Linked DNA regions of Xenopus laevis: region 1 is linked to region 2. The links are chromatin contacts, called in public Hi-C maps. All regions are on one chromosome and are shown on one strand. The core of a region is the stretch at or near the end of the contact, and the rest is flanking DNA. Distances in the headings are between cores, read along the strand shown.

What was found. A called contact is a pair of places that touch in the nucleus more often than the background predicts.
Region 1: a Hi-C map of the XTC cell line shows a contact between it and region 2, with 1.7 times the contacts expected there. The contact joins the promoter of c2orf76.L here to the enhancer-like site in region 2. A contact is called at or near these places in 2 of 4 Hi-C or Micro-C datasets (the XTC cell line and animal cap).

The regions. Positions count from the first base shown.
Region 1 is chr9_10L:55,712,304-55,715,003 of Xenopus_laevis_v10.1, reverse strand. It overlaps c2orf76.L (chromosome 2 open reading frame 76 L homeolog), which reads left to right and starts at 1,421. Exons shown (of 6, transcript NM_001092912.1): 1 at 1,421-1,506; 2 at 2,025-2,164. The coding sequence starts at 2,032.
Region 2 is chr9_10L:55,659,846-55,662,545 of Xenopus_laevis_v10.1, reverse strand. No RefSeq gene overlaps it. Among protein-coding and RNA genes, the nearest start is that of LOC108701234, 16 kb to the left of the region's middle. Within about 2 kb of position 1,440, at least 1 of the 7 cell types and tissues checked has an H3K27ac peak or open chromatin away from gene starts, as enhancers often do.

The DNA of each region.
Region 1 (2,700 bases), core at 172-2,671, 52 kb before region 2:
AGTTGTAGTATTTCTGGTCAGGTGATCTCTGAGGCAGCACACAGACCATCACAAAATGGTGGCTCAAGGCAAGAGATGTAAAAGGGCAATATTTACTTAAATATATATACCAGTTTGGTAAGATTCTTTAATATGCCACTTAATATGATATAAACTATCTGTTACTTAAGTGTTCATTTTGGGGGTATAGTTTTCCTTTAACTACCAAACGCAACACGACATACAGTACCACATTTCTCACCCACTTAATTCGATCTTGCTCACTCCCACACCTTGTGTATTACTCCCTTCCCTTTAGAGTGTACGCTCTTTTGCAAAGGGCCTTCCTCTCCTTTTGAACCTTATTTATTGTGATGTATGTAGCTCCATATGTGCTATGTATATAATTCATGTGATTTAGTTGTATAATCACATTTACATTTACAGTGCACAATATGTTGGCGCTATACAAATACATGTTAATAATAATAAAAACACAAAATGTTTCAAAAACCTTTGGCACTGAGTGCAAATGAACTGTGAAATTCTGCTGGCACCTAAAGGGTTAAATTTCCCTTGCGCCAATCCCCATTTCTACAGTTCCGATGATGAAAATTTGTACGAATAAAAGGGAGGGGACGACAAACGTCAGCGGGACTGGGGGGTCCCCACTATGTAAATCCGGCCCAGAGTAACAAGCTGAGTCGCCCTGTAGAACTCTGGGCTAGTGATATGCGGGTCAGGGTTTTCCTGACCTGCACCCGACCCTAACCCGCCCTGCTGCAACCCGCACGCACCATCGCTTCCGGGGTCCTTTTATAGACCCGTGCCGCCCTGCCAATGACATCACAAAAGGGGCGTGGCGAGCAGACGCAGACTATAAAACCAGAACCCTTAAGTCAGCTGCCGGCATTTGAAGGTGGTGGGCTGGAAGAGCAGGAGAAGAACTCAACCCGCACCCGCGAGGACCTATGGGTATCGGGTCGGCCCGTACATCACTACTCTGGTCGCTTTGTACTTGGCACGCTGCACCTTCTCACTCATACAGTTGCATAAATAATAATTCTGTTACATTGTATCTTTAGCAGAAACTGGGTTACACTGTATCTATAGCACCTGTAGTTCCTGGTCTGTATCTGGGTTACACTATGTATCTATAGCCCTAACTAAAAAAAAACAAACAAAAAACCAAACAAACTGGGATATATTGTATCTATAGCATAGCACCAACTGGGTTACACTGTATCTCAAAGCTTCACCGCTCATCCTCGGTTTGCTGCGCATGCGGCCCTTTGGAACGCACAAATAACTTGGCTCTGAGCCGCAGACCTTCGGCATTCTCCGTTCTCAAGTCGTTAAGCCCGCCCACCCCCAATAGTAGCTCAGTAAGCTCAGAAGGGTTGTCCCTTTCTGCGATCCGTACTTCAATGAGGCGAAGACGCTGTATTATAAACCCATTCATGCAGTAATTTGAAATGCTTCATATTAAGCGTGAATAAGCCAGTGAGAACTGTGTGATTACCGCAAGTGAGTACCTAAGTAGGTGGTTAGTATTGCGGTGAGCAACTGAGCCCCCGAGCTACTTTGTGAACATCTCAGTGACCGTAAAGTACGAGTGAATGAGTGAATATCCCAGTGACTACTAAGTTGGGGGGGGGGGGTAAGTGTGAGTATCCCCATAAGTACCTGGGGGGGGGGGAGGAAGTGTGACAGTATCCTGGTTAGCTCACTACCTGGGGGAGTATTGCAGACAGTGAGTTATTTGAGGGCACATCAGTGGGCCTGGAAACAGCTTCATGTTTGCCGAGATGAGAGTAATTTTGGGATGAGGTATATGCTCCTAGGGGGTGGGTTATGCAGGGGCGCCCAGGAGGTATAGGGGGGGTTCATGAGGCCATAATTCATATACAATTTCAATAATTATTGGTAAAACAGGCCAACTTCTAGACATTTTGGGGGCCTGAAAAATAATTTGCTGTGGGGCCCAGTAATATCTAGTTACACCACTGGCTGGTGGTGGTTCATGACTACGTGTCTGATTGCAGGTTTCCCATGATGTCCCAGGGTGTGACTGTCACGGTGCGTTTGGTTCGGTCTTTTGAGCATCGGAACTTCCGGCCGGTGGTTTACCATGGAGTGAATCTGGATCAGAAGGTGCAGGAATTCATAATGCAGATAAATGATGGTATATGGCTCCTCCTACTTTGCATCTTGGGGGTGGGGGAACGGGTGGGCTGGATTGGATGCAGTAATTACTATCCCTGCAGAGCCTTAGTTTTATGGGCAAAGTATGGCAGGTGCCCCATTGGTGATACAGAGCAGGAACTTCAGGGGCAAGTCCCACAAAAACAGGGGCACCCCGTTATATCCAGGTGTCTTGTGGGACCCACTAACTTAAGTGCAGGAACTGATGTCAAAATGCTCACAGTTGCAGTGTGGAAATGAGGCTGAATGAGTGTGAGCAGAATGCATCAGTCACTCACAAGATTGAGAATTCTGAGACGTGACTTTTACAGTTAAGGGGGGAACTAAACCATTTCCAAGTCCTGCTTGTATTGACTCCAGTGAACTGGTTGGTCTGAGGTTGCTATCCTTAAGGTGGCCATACACAGGCCAATATAAGCTGTCGTCAGATTGTGGGCAGCATTATCTGCCTGATGTTGCCCACCTCAATCACCCATCTTTGTATGTATGGCGGCCAGCTTTATATCCATATTACAG
Region 2 (2,700 bases), core at 191-2,690:
GGCTACACATAGCCACCTTTTATTATTTTATTCTGTTTAATTTTTATCTCCACTATCTGTCACTCTGCTTTTGATATGTTTTTCTTCTTAGGATTCGGTTGCCTTTGCATGTGTCTAGGTGGGAGATGTGTGGCCTCTAGGCTCCTTCTGCCCCTGAAACTCAGCCCCGCTGTGGGTGCAAAAGTTACTGGACCTCTTTGCAGGTCACTTGTCATCCCTTCCCCTTGAAAGCCATGGGGCTGCAGGGATCTGACAAAGGGACCCCCCTAGCCTCGTGGCGAATGGGGGCTGAAGACCCTTTCCTTCTGCTGGCTTTTTGGCTGAGGAGGTTGCGTATAAAGGGTTCCACCCAAGTCCTTGTACCCCTTAGAGAATCCTTTTTTTTTTTACTTTGTGCCGTGTGATTAAGGAGATGGAGACTTACTTTTCTTAAAGCTTGTCCTATTGTTCCACTTTTGCACTTTATGTGGGTTGCATGTTTTTTGCACTGGTATGATCACAAGCAATGGCTCTGTGCTTCAATTAAAAAATGGTGCCTTCTACTTTAGTATTGTGACACTCCTTCATCTGCAAGAATAATAATGGCGCCTTCTTAGTTACTAGTGTGACACTCCTCCCTCTGTGAGTAGAATAATGACACTCTTTACTAATGTGACACACCTCCCTCTTTGAGTAAAGGATCCTTTTTAAGCAATGTGATCCACCGTCCCCCTCTGTGTGTAAAATAATGGTGCATTTTCTGTAACTAATGTCTCACTACTCCAAGTGTGCCATGAAGGCCAATTATTGCCACTTTACACTTTTGTGTGTCATAGAAATGGTGATGTCATTCAAGAAGTTCAGTGGACCCTGTAAGTTGGGGGCCATACAAATCCATGGGGGGGGGGACAGGTCGTCCATAGTCCTTCATTTACATGGCGCTATGCTTGGGAAATAGTTTTTGAAGTGCAGAAGGAGGCACTCGTAGTCGTACAGGCCCGGACTGGCAATCTGTGGGTTCTGGCAAATGCCAGAGGGGCTGCTATAAGGTGCCACAGAAAGTCACTATTTAGTGGGCTGGTGGGGGCTGATTGGGCCTCTGTGTACCTGAAATGGGTCTATTTTAATTCTCAGTCCGGACCTGCACTCGTGTAACTATTTTATTCAACTTCCATAATTGGGGGAGCAATAATTTGACTCCCTTGCTAATTTGCCTCCCCAGGTGTTTCTGGGCCAAAGGCTTTCAGATCTGAGCCTTTGATTTCATTGGAGTTGAAAACCTATTCATCTAAAATGCAAATTGTTCTTGTTTGCATACGCCCCAGGAAGAGAGGGGCCCTGGTGCCCGGAGCCTTCGCTTCTTGGCAGATTGCCTTTCAACTCTCTGCAGCCGCCCGAGACTCCTCCAGGGCTCAGTAAGTGGAAGCGATTTAGGATTTTTGATGATAAAACAGGCTTTTTAGTTGTTTTACCCCAGGCACCTTATTCTCTTCTTGCTGCTGCCACTTAAACGTGCCTGGGTATTGTCACAGTCATCTGTCACTCAAAGGGTTACAGGAATATTAACCCTGCACTTACACAAATCTATTTCATTGTGTTCCCAGGAAGCATGGGACTGGATTCTATTAGGGGAGCTGAAACCCAAGTCCTGGCACCATTTAGACATCAGCACCAAATCAATACCATATTGAACTCCTTCTGTCAGAGTCGAAACTGCATTTTCTGCAACTCAGCTTCTCCCCCATAAGGAACCCTGAGTCCCCAACAGGCAGTGACTCAGAGACCACTCAAATCTGACCCACTGGCACTTGGGCCAAAAAGATACTTAGCTAACAAAGGGCAAGAAGTTGTGGGCAAATAGGAGCGGTCGCTCTCAGTTCAAGCAAGGACATCAGCACCATCACTGACCCTTTACTAACATCTATGGGATATGCCAGTTGGACAGAACTGGTCGGGAGAACCATTAGAAGGGGACACAGAGGGGATGAAGCATGAGAAAGGGACAGGGTGGGAGGAATTATTAGAAGGAGACACACAGAGATTAAATCATGATAAATGGACAGGGTAGGGGGAAATCATTATAAGGGGGCACAAAGGGGTTAAAGCACAAGCAAGGAATAAGGTAGGGGGCACCATTAGAAGGGGACACAGAGAGAAAGGAGCATGAGAAAGATCAGGGGGAAGCATTAGAATGAGACACAGAAAGAATGAATCATGAGAAAGGGATAGAGCAGGGGGAAGCATTAGAAGGGGAAACAGTTAGAATGAAGCATGATAAAGGGGCACAGCAGGGGGGAAACATTAGAATGGAAAGAATAAGGGAACAATTAAAGGGGACATGTGTGTATAAAGAGGTTCCCAAAACATTTTTTAACCTGATGTGCCGAAGGTAATGTTTGCGTTGTACAACCAATTGGACCACAAACATGTATTTTCCTTAAGGTGGTACTGACTGTCCCTTCTCAACCTGTCAGGTTTCCTAATGTTAACGGATTACTGCTGCACAATTATGGCAGCCTACACATAGAGGAACATGGGGGACAAGATAATGTAAAAACATCGGGGAAATACTTGTATGGCTAAATTAGGATTAGCATGCTATGATAGATGTAAAAATTGGTTTAATTTCTGGTGTCAGTATCTCTTTAAATTCATTTGTTCTTCCTGAAAAAGTTGATCAAAGGGATTCTGTGGCGGGAAAACATGTTTTTTTTTCCGGTT